Regions from separate parts of the Sus scrofa genome. Here region 1 is linked to region 2. A link is a contact called in public HiChIP or PLAC-seq data. All regions are on one chromosome and are shown on one strand. The core of a region is the stretch at or near the end of the contact, and the rest is flanking DNA. Distances in the headings are between cores, read along the strand shown.

Region 1 (5,906 bases), core at 2,747-5,246, 140 kb before region 2:
CTCATCCAAGACAGAATGGAGGGTCAGGTACTAACTATAAGGGGCAAGAGGGATAGGGACGGAAAGGACTGCCGATGCTGCCTGAGGTGCTTGTGCTGAGAAATGACAACATTCGGGAGATCCCGTTGTGGCTCAGTGGGCTAAAAACCCAACTAGTATCCATGAGGATGCGGGTTCAATCCCTGGCCTCAGCTCAGTGGGTTAAAGATCCAGCGTTGCTGCAAGCTGCAGCACGGGTCACAGATGCAGCTCAGATCTGGCATTGCTGTGGCTGTGATGTAGGCCGGTAACTGCAGCTCAGATTCAGCCCCCAGCCTGGGAACTTCCATATGCCACAGATGTGGCCCATAAAAAAAAAAAAAGAAAAAAGAGAAGAAACAGCAACCAACATTCCCTCCCTGTTTTTAGGGCCATCTCTGCTGCCAACCTGCACCTAAGGACCAATCACATCTATGTTTCATCTGATGATATCAAGGAGACTGGTTATACCTACATCCTTCCCAAGAATGTGCTCAAGAAGTTTATCTGCATATCTGACCTTCGGGCCCAAGTGAGTATGTGTGTACAAGTAGGCCACAGAAATTTTTTTTTTTTTTTTTGCTTTTTTTAGGGCCATACCTGTGGCATGTGGAAGTTCCCAGGCTAAGGGCTGAATCAGAGCTGTAGCTGCCGGCCTATGCCACAGCCACAGCAACGCCAGATGCGGGCCATGGTCTGTGACCTACACCACAGCTCACGGCAACACCTGATCCTTGATCCACTGAGCAAGGCTAGGGATCAAACCCGCATGCTCCTGGTTACTAGTCAGGTTTGTTTCTGCTGCACCACAATGGAAACTCCCACAGATTTTTATGTGCCTAAAACATTTGAGATTTCCTGGAACTAGAGATGCTGGTTTTGAGATTCACGGATGAGTAAACACACAAGGATAGCTAAAACAGTGAGAAGGGTTTTGGCCCCCACCAGATACCAAAACCTTAAAAAGCTATGGCAATTGAGAAAATGATTATAGAGTATTACAAGAAAAAATATTTACTATCTTAGTGTTGGGAAAACCTTAAAGAAGAGACAAAAATCCATCATCAAAATTGATAACTTGTACATGACAAAGGATACCACAAAAGACAAACTAAAAACAGGAAGGGAATATTTGCATTAACTCCAAGATAAAATGTTAGGATCTAGAATAGGGAATTCTCAGAAGTTGATTTTTATCAAAGAAAACTGTAGAAGAATAGGCCAAGAATATGAAAGTATTTCAAAAAAGGAACTGCAGGTGGAAAACATAATATGAAAAGATGGTTAACTTTACGAACAATCTGTGAAATTCGTATTTTATAAAATACCAGTTTGTGGCCTCAACTTGGTGATTTTGAGATTTTTAATATCCTGTGTTGAGTGAGTTTATAGAAACAGGGTTTTTTGTTCATGACGGTGTAAAATTTAAAGTACTGCTTAGAGCTGGTTTTAAAAGTGTACTCAGCTTGTGGAAGTGCATGAGCTGTGTGCTCGTTTGTGGTGCTGCACTGAAATAATCAACTGGGGCGTGTGCGAGTGGTCCTGATTCCTGGAGTCCACTCGAGATTCTGATGTGGTAAGTCTGAGATGAGGTCCATGTTTAACATTGTGAATAATAATCCCAGGTTTTGTTTTTTGTTGTTGTTGTTATTGTTGCTATCTTTTTAGGGCTGCACCCGTGGCATATGGAGGTTCCCAGGCTAGGAGTCCAATTGGAACTATAGCCGCCGGCCTATGCCACAGCCACAGCAACGTGGGATTCGAGCCTCGTCTGCGACCTACATCACAGCTCATGGCAACGCTGGATCTTTAACCCACTGAGTGAGGCGAGGTATTGAACCTGCATTCTCATGGATACTAGTTGGGTTTGTTAACTGCTGAGCCACAATGGGAACTTTTTTTTTTTTTTTTTTGGCTGAAACCACAGCATGTGGAATTTCCTGGGCCAGGGATGGAACCCTCACCACAGCAGTGACAAAAATGCCAGACCCATGACGCAAGGGAATTCCTTAACCCTGGGTGTTTCTGATGCAGGAGATTCTGACCGCATTTTGAGAAACTCTGTTCTTGTTCTTGGAGAAGCGAATGAGACACAGCTGACAGTCACGCGTCTGGGTTGGTACTAAGAATCTTTGGTTTTTGACCTCCTCGTCTCTAGATTGCAGGGTACCTGTATGGGGTGAGTCCACCAGATAACCCCCAGGTGAAGGAGATCCGCTGCATCGTGATGGTGCCACAGTGGGGCACTCACCAGACCGTGCATCTGCCTGGCCAGCTGCCCCAGCACGAGTACCTCAAGGTCAGTGGGGGTGCAGGTGAACTGGGGCCCTCTGCTCTCAGAGTGGTGGAGGGAAGGCAGGATGTTACTCTAATGGGTGGGATTCCTGGCTGCGGACAAGGCTCAAAGTAACTTCACTGCTCTACCAATAGGAAATGGAACCCTTAGGTTGGATTCATACACAGCCCAACGAGTCCCCCCAGCTATCACCCCAGGATGTCACCACCCATGCCAAGATCATGGCTGACAACCCATCTTGGGATGGCGAGAAGACCATCATCATCACCTGCAGGTGGGCTTGGGCCCCCTTGGGAGGAAGTGTGGTGGGGTAGACATTCCAGGTTAGAACCCAGACGGTGGCCTGAGCTCTGACTCTGTCCCCATCCCTCCTCAGCTTCACACCAGGCTCCTGCACCCTGACAGCCTACAAGCTGACCCCCAGTGGCTATGAGTGGGGCCGCCAGAACACAGACAAGGGCAACAACCCCAAGGGCTACCTACCGTCGCACTACGAGAGGGTCCAGATGCTACTGTCAGACCGCTTCCTTGGCTTCTTTATGGTCCCTGCCCAGTCCTCATGGAACTACAACTTTATGGGTATGTGGGGCATTGCAGGCGGGGAGCGGGGCTGGAAGTGAGGCTGGGGTTAGGCCACCACCCTTAGTCCTTAGGGCCAGACTCTGGTTTGGAGATGGCCCAGGCTGGATGAGGCAGGTGGACCTTGTCCACATGAGACATTTCCTTCTACTCCAAGGTGTCCGGCATGATCCCAACATGAAGTATGAGCTGCAGCTGGCAAACCCCAAAGAGTTCTACCACGAGGTGCACCGACCTTCCCACTTCCTCAACTTCGCTCTCCTGCAGGAGGGTGAGGTCTACTCTGCGGACCGAGAGGACCTCTATGCCTAGCTGTCCCCTCACCCCCTGCTTCAGACTCCCCTAAGGCTAGAGCGTTTTACCCCCACAGACAAGCTGGTGACATTCAGCAGCTTGGCCCCTTTTTCCTCTATTTGTGCTTATTATGTTGTTGATCTCCTGTGACTTGTAATTCTGAACAAAGTATAATAATAAATTTTGTATAAATAGGGGTTTTTGAGGTTTTTTTTTTTTTACCCTGAGCTCAAATTCTGGATGTAGGGATAATAGGCAGGACTTGTTGACAGCAGGGCGTGGGACTGGTTCTTGAGGCCCGCTGTTCAGGGAGCTGTGGGGGTAAGTATCCTCTAGACTCAGAACTAAAGGGGACTTGGACCGTCACACTGTTGCCACCATGACCACACAGGCCGATGTCCCTTCAAAATACTTGCAAACCCTCACCCCTTTTCAACATCTCTTGAGCAGTTGCTGCTGTTTTGAGTGTATAAGCTCCTGGCTTGTCCTCTGCCACTGTGGTATCCAGCCTAGCCCCTTAAGGCTTTGCGTCACTCTCAGTCCATCTTGGAAACAGGCACGGGGCTGGACAGTTGGCTGGCACTGCTGAGGCAGTGACAACCCTCCTACCTCTCACCTCCTCCTGTTGAGCTGGCGGCCAAGTCAGGCCCAGTGACTCCAGACACAGGGGTGGAGCCTGGCTTGGGCACTGCGGGGAGGGCTTGACAAAAGTGACCACTTAGAGCCCTGAGCCTCAGCTCCAGGCCGCCTGGCTGGAAGTTGGCTGTCCTGCTTCCTGTGACCTTGGGGGCTTGAACAGGACTGGGCCCAGGGCACAGAGACTCCCTTGCCAGGCCTTTTCCCTTAGTTGCTCCTCCCTTGTCACTTCTACTCCGCCCTCTACTGCCCTAAACTGCTTCCTGGGCCGGGACTTTGTTTTTTTCCTGCCCTAGTTGGGGGCGTGGGGAGGGTGTCGCAGCCCCAGTCGCCTTGGGAGACATGGAGCCCAGGAGGGTGGCTCCTGGGGCGCACGACTGGGGGCCTCGGGTGGACGCGGGGTCCGGGACGGCCGCGGAGCTCGTGTACCACCTAGCGGGGGCCCTGGGCACTGAGCTGAAGGAGCTGGCGCGCCGCTTCGGGCCGGAGGCTGCGGCCGGGCTCGTGCCGCTCGTGGTGAGGGCGCTGGAGCTTCTGGAAAAGGCGGCCGTCGGGCCCGCCCCAGACTCGGTGAGTCACGGCCAGCTCCCCTCGCCACCCGAGGGGTCGGCGGGGCCTGACCCTGAGAGCCTGGCCTCCCCCAGCTGCAGGTATCGGCGCAGCAGGCCGAACTGGAGCTGCGGCGGCTGCGGGAGGAGAACGAGCGCCTCCGTATAGAGTTGCGCTCTGGGCCACAGGGTGAGTACGGACGCGCCGGGATCGGGGCACGGCGGGGCGGCTCCGCTGAGGGCCACACCTAAGAACGCCCCTTCCTCAGAAGAGCGCGCTCTGCTGCGGCAGCTCAAGGAGGTGACCGACCGCCAGAGAGACGAACTCCGAGCTCACAACCGTGACTTGCTGCAGCGCAGCCAGGAGACCGAGGCGGTGAGGGCGGGGCGGGGCCGACTACGGGAGGCGGGGCTCTCCCGGCCCCCGTCGCCCCGCCCACCAGCCACCGCCTTTGCTCCGCCCACAGTTGCAGGAGCAGCTGCAGCGCCTCCTGCTGGTGAATGCGGAGTTGCGGCACAAGCTGGCCGCCGTGGAAACCCAGCTGCGCGCCGCGCGGGACCGCGAGAGCGAGCGAGAGCTGCAGCGCGAAGCGGCCGTGGGGCCGCCTCCAGAGCGGGCGCGGGGCCAGGCCGGAGGTCCCGTGGGTGAGCAGGGTCAAGAGCCCGAGCGGGGGGCCCCCGACGCCGGAACCCAGGGGACCCCTGAGAACCCGGTGAGTGCCATAGGTGGTCAGGGACTCGTGGGCGCTCGGGAAAGGTTTGCTGTGCTGCGTAGCCGGGCCACCGGGAAATTGGAAGGCGGTACGAGCCAGAGCACTGGTCTGGCATCCCTTGGAGTGCCCTGGCCTCTCAAGTCTCCCAGCGGGTCGCGGGGGGCACATCAGCTCCAGCCGCGGCGCCCCCACACCTGTCTTTCCGCAGACGGACGCCCCGCCGCAGCCAGGGCGCCCCCCCAAGGTGGGGCAGTGCAGCTTCAGTCGAGCGGAGGTTGAGCAGATCCTTCAGGAGCGGAATGAGCTCAAAGCCAACGTGTTTCTGCTGAAGGAGGAGTTGGCCTACTTCCAGCGGTAAGGGCGCTGGACGGGGCTGGAGGCTGGGACACCACTCACACCCGCTCCTGATCTGCCTTTTTTTGTTTTTTGGCCACACCCTCAGGATGTGTAAGTACCCGGGCCAGGGATCAACCCGCGCCACAGCAGCGACCCAGGCCACTGCAGTGACAACGGCCGGATCCTTAACCCACTGCCACAGGGAGCTCCCACTTGCCTCATTCTTTGGGTCATTGCTGTATCCACGGGGTCGTGTGCAGGGCACTGTGCGGGCCCTGGAGGACAGAAATCACACAGCTCCTGCCCTCCGGGAACTTCATGCACGGACGGGAGGGCCAGTGCAGAGGGTCAGAGCAGCTACAGCAGCGTGAAGGAACTGCTCCTAGGAAGGGTGACACCTAGGCTAAGGTCTGCGGGGTTAGCAAGGCAGAGTGTCCCCAGAAGGGAGAACAGCGGGCACGGGTGCTTGGGACGGAACCTACTTTC
Region 2 (6,671 bases), core at 3,253-5,752:
CCACGCCCCCACCCCGGCCCCCACCCCGGGGTCTAAGAGCTCGTGGGGGCGGGGCAGGGCACAGAGACTAAGGAGCTCCCTCTTCCACCCCAGGGGTGCCTGCCCACCGAGGAGGCAGAGGATCAGCCCCAGAAATGAGACCACCCTCTCCCTAGGATATGACGTGGGGCCTGGGTCCTCCCAGACCACTGACCCCCTGATCCCCCTCCCACAGGTGGGGCTGCGCCACATTAATGACTATGTGTCATATGTCTGGGTCGGGGACAACCAGGTCTCCTTCGGCGACCAGCTGAACCAGGTACCTGCCCCCTCTCCTGAGCTAGGTGTTCCGCGCCTCCAGCAGGTAGGCTTGCCTGAGGGCTGCTGTCTTCTGGAAGGAACAGAGCCAGTTTCCCTTGTCACTGAGAGCTGGGCCTGGGGCTGTGGGCCTGACCCCCTTCCTGTCTGTCCCCGCCCCCACAGGTATACATCAGCCTCAGCGACATCCCTGAGACTGAGGATGGGTTTCTCCTCTTTTACTATAGCAACAGCCTGCGTTCTGTGGTGGGGATAAGCAGACCCTTCAAGGTAAGGGACGCTGGTGAGTGAGAGAGGGGCGGCACTGAAGACTTGAGCCCATCGTCGTCCCCCAGGCCCCCGGCCGAGGAGCCCTCCCCCACGCATCCTTTGGGGAATGGGGCCCCTGGAAGGCCCAGAGCAAAAGCCTGCGGTGGCCCCTTGCGCTCCCCGCCTGTTTTATTCCTGCAGATCCAGCCTCGCTCCTTCCTGGAGCAGGACTCACTGGATGAAGCCCAACCACAGATCTGAGCCAGGATGCGAGTGAACCCGGGCGGAGGCCGGCGCTGGCTGCCAGCTCTGCCTTCACTGCCAGGAGCACTGGGGGCCCAGCCCTGCCCCCTGAGGAGGCTGCAAGTCTCCTCCACCTCCCAGGGCGAGTTCTAGCCACACTCCCTCCCTCTCCGCAGTCCAGATCTCCAGGATCAGCCCCTTCAATACAGGTTTCTGTGGCTCAGGTGTGAGTGAAACCAGCTAGTTTGTCAGCAGTGAAGCTCTAGACAGTCCGCTGGAGGAAGGACCCTCCAGCTTGCATCTCATTTCTCCATCTTCCCCACACACACACTTGTAGTCCTGCCCAAGCAGGCCTGCCGGGCACATGCCCCATCTGGCACAGGCCCGCATTCTTGTCACGCCACCCTGGGCCTTAGGCTGCCTGGGAGGGGGAGATGCTCACGTTTGTGTAGACTGCGTAGACTGGTTGGCGAAGGCAGCATTGGGTTCTAGGAGTCTTGGTATCTCATTGCCTGTCCCCCTGAGGGGTGGGCAGAGGGTCTGGGGTCCCTGCTTTCTGCAGAAGCAAATGACTAAGTAGGCAGGATGGAGGGGGGCCTCCACCCAGGCTCTTACGTAGGGCTTGTGGGCAGGCTGATGGTGTCCTTCCGCCAGCACCTCCATCCTCACCCCTAGAGTCTGACCCAGAAAGTTCCAGGGTGTGAGCAGAGAATAGGACCCTGGTTCACTTCTGCTAGTGGATCAGCCTCCGTGCCCCCAACCGGCCCTCCCGTGAAGTGTTGGCAGGTGGTAGAGGAGCTGTGGCCACAGACTTTCACAGGGTGGGCCTTGCGCAGTCCAGCTCATCTGCCCCTACCTTTACCTGCTGTCACCGGCCAGAACCCTGCTCTCTCTTTAGAGCGCTGTGGGACCTCGGAGTGAGGGCAGGTGGAGAGGAGAGCCAGAATCCAGCCGTTGTGGAGAATCTGGCCCCGGGGGTCTTCCGAGAGCATTCTCCAGGTGCTGCATGGGCCTGGCCTGTCCCCACTCCCACCATTTGCCTTCAGCCTCTGGTGACTCAACGGCCCTTCTCCCTGGAGGAGACACCTCAGGGAGCCTGCTCTGTGACTGTCACTCCCATCCTACCACCTGCAACCGAGGGACACTCCTGCATTCTTACTCCACCCTGGGAGCCATCAAGAACTGTCCCTCTCGGAGTTCCTGCTGTGGTGCAGTGCGATCAGCGGTGTCTCTGGAGCGCTGGGATGCAGGTTCGATCCCTGGCCCAGTGCAGTGGGTTAAGGATCCAGCAGCACTGCTGTAGCATAGGTAGCAACTGTGCCTCGGATCTGATCCCTGGCCGGGGAACTCCATATGCCATTAGGGGCGGGGGGGGGGGCAAAAAAAAAAAGAACTGTCCCTCTGGCTTCTAGCAGGCCATGGCCAATCTGTGTTCTGTGGCTGTTGCGTTGGTGGATAATTAGAAACATGGCTTTTACAAATGCACGTGACTCCGTCATGATGGTGCTGGGAGCGGGCACACGGTAATGGGCCCTGGCTGGACCCCAGGACGAGGGACCTGTCGTCCAGGCTAGACTGTGTCTGAGAGTGACACATGTTGCCCAGGTGGGAATGGGCTGAGGTTCTGGGATGGTGGCCCTCTGGGTCCCTGGCCCAGGTGGGGCGTGTCACCTACGCTGTTGGGTACTTGGTTTACTCTGCTGTTGAGTAGGTAGGATGGGTTTCCTGGGACTGAGCTCTCAGCAAGGTGCTCACTCTGCTCTCGCGGTTCCTCGCTCCCCAGCTGGCACTCCCTCCCTCCTTAGTCTGAAGCCCTGGCCCAGGGTTAAGGTCTCCAAACACCTCACCATCTCTTCTCTCTGCCCCTCCTCTCCCCAGATCCCTCTGCCCCGGTGTCCCCATGGTAACTTCTGTCCCTGCCCCCGGCACACACGCACACCCAAGGAACCCTGAGCCCTCGAACTTGCCCACTTCTCACAGGCACAGGCGTTGTGGGTGCTGCCACAGAGCACCCTTCATCTGGGAACCGGACAGGGAAACCAAAGCTTGAAGAAGTGGCATCAGGTGGCTTGGTGGTTAAAGAACCCGACTGGGATCCATGAGGATGTGGGTTTGATTCCTGGCCTCACTCAGTGGGTTAAGGATCCAGCATTGCTGGAAGCTGTGGTGTAGGTCGCAGACGTGGCTTGGATCCCACGTTGCTGTGGCTGTGGTGTAGGCTGGCAGCTACAGCTCCAATTCGACCCCTAGCCTGGGAACCTCCCTGTGCCACGAGTGCAGCCCTAAAATAGCAAAAAAACAGAAGTGGCATGATTCCTCCAAAGTTAGCCAGGCAGCTGTGGTGTCATGCAGGACCAGACACTCGGGAATGGGGTCGAGACCTGGGTTCTAATCGGATTTCCATCTCTCCGGTGCCCCAGGGGTCTCAGTTGTCTATAAAATCCAAATAATGTTCCCATTCACAAGGTTACTGTGAGAGAACAATTGCCAAAACCAAACGCTCGAGCCAGCTCTTCCTTCTGATTAACGGAGCCCTGGGGCTGGGTCTCAGGGCTCCTGACTCCAGGGGTCCCCGCTTCTCCTCCCGTTTGTGGCCCATGCTTGTTCTCCATTGTGCCCACCTCTCTCTGTCGCTCTTAGGGCTCCACACGCCCTACCCCTGCCCGGAGGGCCGAGTCCAGCAGGGATCGAGAGGCGGGAAAGGGGGGGAGGGTGCTCCCCCTCCTCTTGGCCCCAGTCAGGATATGGCGGCTCTGGGCCCAGCCCTGACCGCTGGGTGGAAACAGGAAATGTGTGAGACTTGGTGTGCGCTGGGTCTCTGCGCCTGGCTCCACGGCTGATAAGGGCCATTGTGTGGCCGCCAGGGATGATCCTGCCCTGGATAGATGTGCTTCCCGGAGGAAGGAAGGAAGCTTTGCTGGCCTTTCCTGGGCGGGGGAAGCCGAGGGCAGGGAAGGAAGGGTGCCTGGGGGAAGGTGCCTACCCCAGGGGCTGTCAAGGCCAGCGTTGCCCCACCGGACCCTGCCCCTCCCATGCCAGCGTCTGACTCTGGAAAGGTCGCTTTCCCCATCCACTTCCCTCTCCGCACTTCCTATAAGGAATGGCCTGAGATCCAAGGGCTCAGTCCCAGGCCAGGAAAGTGTCAGCTGTGATTTAGCAACAATGAAGATAGAAAAACAGGAACGTCTGGGGGTGGGGAGCATCTGAGGGTGGCGAGGAAAAGTAAGGGGCAAATAGGACCCAGCTACCCACTGCCACGCCACCCGGCGACCCATCTCTTAAACGTTTGAGGCTCCAGAGGAGGATGGGACAGGGACCTCCTCCCCGTGCCCTCCTGCCTCCCAGCTAAACCCCTCTGCCAACATGGCCAGCTGCCAGAAGCAGCCCTGGCCTCTCAAACTCCAGGGGCTCACCTGCTGCTGCAGGAGGCAGGCAAGCTCGGGGGACAGGCAGGCGGGGCAGTGCCTACTGATGCATCCTCTTGGCTTGGGGCAGGATGCACATTTGGGGAGTGGTCACAGCTCTCCAGCGGACACCAGTGAGAACACCCGGCCGTGAAGCTGCTGGGGGGAAAAACTTCCTACCCTTTGACCTGGAGCTCAGGGTCCCTCGTGGGTGGCTACATCAGCTCCTCTGGTTACCTGGGACAACAGGCATTTCCTCCATCCCTCAGCCCCTCCTCTTCCTGCCCCAACCCCGCTGGGCCAAGAGGCTTCCCAATCAGACCTGGGCTGCTCCAGCTGTGTCCTGAGGCGCTGGACCAGACACATCCCCTGGGGCTGAAGTTGAAGCTGAACCAAGTGGCCATCCCAGCTTAAGATCAGATTCCTGGTTCCGGCAACAGGCAGAGCCAGCAGGCAGGCAAGCGGGCTTTTGCTCAGAGGCCCCAGTGCTCAGCACGCTGGCTATCCACAGGCGGAATGGCACTGCAAGTGGAGCTGATACCCACGGGGGAGATCATCCGTGTGGTTCATCCCCACAGGCCCTGCAAGCTAGTAAGCTGGGAAGCTCTGGGCTGGGAGGAAGGGTGGCTGTATCTGCCCAGGGCCCAGCAGACCCTTCTCAAGCAAACCCCTTGAGAAGGCAGTGAGCAGTGGGGAAGCGTTCTGATCCCTGGTGGAACAGAGACAAACCGGGCAAGAAGGGGTAAATGGAAGGAAGGTTGAGGGTTTAAGCCTATAAGGAGCAGGGTTTCAAAGCCGGGATCTGGGTTTGAATCCCTTCTCCTCCAGCTCCCTGATCCTCAGCGGGCTGGGCTATGAACTGGTGACAGAGCCGCTCTGAGATCTAAGGACCAGTGCACATGAACCTCCAGGTGCACAGTACAGGCTCAGTTAAAGCCGCCGCTTTCCCGTCTGGCCTGAAGAAATGACGCCCACCGGCTCAGCGCGGTAGCGTGGGCGGGAAGGCAGGTGAAGGGGGCATGGTAGTCACAAATGGGAAAGAACTGACTTGGCCTGGCATGCAGGGCAGGGTCGGGTTTGCTCTGGGGATGCAAAGGCGCCCTACGATGAGAAGCGAGAACCCCATAAGACACCCACTCGCCCAGGACTGCAGCGAGTGGGCCGGGTCTTCGGTCGGAGGAGGGTGCGTGTGTGTGTGTGTGTGTGTGTGTGTGTGTGTGTGTGTGTGTGTGTGTACCTGTGAGTGTGAATGACTGTGACTCGCCTCGTCCCGGGAGAGCTGGCTGCGGAGTGCGCTGCACCAAGCCTCCGCGGACACGAACGCAGACCTGGCCGGGCGGGCAGGCGGGCGAACGGGGCGGGGCCGGAGGGTGCGCGCGCGGGGCCTGAGCCCTGCCCGGGATGACGACAGGCAGCGGCCCGGCCCCGGGCGGGCCCTGGGCGGGGAGAGCGTGCCGGGGCCGCGGACTCCGGAGCCGGCCACGCCGCCCAGCCTGGCCCCCGCCCGCGCACCCGAGAAGCCGAGCCGGTGGGTACGCGGGGCGCGGGGCGGGCCGTAGCCGGGGCGGCGGGGGGTGGGCTCCGCTGGCGGGCAGGATGGGGGAGAGGGAGAGCGGCCGGGCGGCGACCTAGGCCCGGAGCTACCGTTCGGGAGGCGGGGTCGCCGGCGCGGAGACTGCGAGGGCCGAGGGTCGGCTCGGCCTGGCCGGGGCAGGGCCCCAGAACCTGGCGGCTCCAGGATTGGGCTGATGGAAACGTGGATTCGTTGCGGGTAACGTGAGGGCGAGGAGGAGCGTCCTGGGGGCGGGGGTACCCTGCGCGCCCTTTGGGGCCCTCCGACTGCCAGCTTTGCCTCCGGGTTCCGGAGAAGCCGCCCCGGCCCCGCCCCTTCCCGTTCCCCGCCCACGGGCCCCGCCGAGGCAGGAGCCCCCGCGTGTGAGTGTGGCGGATGGGGGGCTCTGAGATGAATGAGAGAATGAATGGCTGGCCCATGGCCTATTCAATGCCAGGCACGCTCCGGCTTCCTGCTCACCCTCCCGGGCTCTGTGGGTTCATTCATTCAGGCGGGCGTCCACGAGGGGCGTTGAGCCCCCACTGGGTGCCGGCCTGGGTGAGAGACTGACAAGGAAACATCCAAACAGAGCGGATTGCGATGAGGAGAGGGCTGTGTGTTTTCGGGGAGTCAGGAAGGGGCTCTGGAGGAAGTGATACCCGAACTGAGTCTTCAAGGACCACCAAGAGTCAGTCAGGTGGGGAGGGGGTTGGGTCGTCCAAGGATGCTGCAGGTGCAAAGGCGAGAAGCTTAGAGCCCCACGGCTGGTGGCAGGGGTAGGCGTAGCTCCTCCTGGCTGTGCCTGGTGGTGAGGGAGGCATGGGGAGACAAGGGACTGGAGAGGGCTACCCATGTGGCCACGCGGGAACGGGACGCGGGGGAGCAGTGGGGGCTGCTGGAAGAAACAGTGGGTGTGCTTGGCACAT

What was found. HiChIP or PLAC-seq counts read pairs in DNA pulled down with a chosen protein or histone mark.
Region 1: a contact with region 2 is called in an H3K27ac HiChIP or PLAC-seq map of alveolar macrophages. The contact joins the promoter of RILP here to the promoter of MYO1C in region 2. A contact is called at or near these places in 2 of 2 datasets of contacts at active chromatin or transcription factors (alveolar macrophages and skeletal muscle).

The regions. Positions count from the first base shown.
Region 1 is chr12:47,858,519-47,864,424 of Sscrofa11.1, reverse strand. RILP (rab-interacting lysosomal protein) reads left to right here and starts at 3,996. Exons shown (of 17, transcript XM_013990001.2): 1 at 3,996-4,393; 2 at 4,468-4,561; 3 at 4,641-4,747; 4 at 4,839-5,084; 5 at 5,293-5,438. The coding sequence starts at 4,166. It overlaps SCARF1 (scavenger receptor class F member 1), which reads left to right and starts at 3,982. Exons shown (of 17, transcript XM_003358192.4): 1 at 3,982-4,393; 2 at 4,468-4,561; 3 at 4,641-4,747; 4 at 4,839-5,438. It overlaps PRPF8 (pre-mRNA-processing-splicing factor 8), which reads left to right. Exons shown (of 43, transcript XM_021067568.1): 38 at 1-27; 39 at 409-550; 40 at 2,177-2,317; 41 at 2,449-2,588; 42 at 2,691-2,893; 43 at 3,051-3,384. The coding sequence ends at 3,205.
Region 2 is chr12:47,713,501-47,720,171 of Sscrofa11.1, reverse strand. It overlaps MYO1C (unconventional myosin-Ic), which reads left to right and starts at 4,502. Exons shown (of 32, transcript XM_021067559.1): 1 at 4,502-4,784. The coding sequence starts at 4,710. It overlaps INPP5K (inositol polyphosphate-5-phosphatase K), which reads left to right. Exons shown (of 12, transcript NM_001190292.1): 10 at 215-298; 11 at 463-567; 12 at 748-1,015. The coding sequence ends at 807.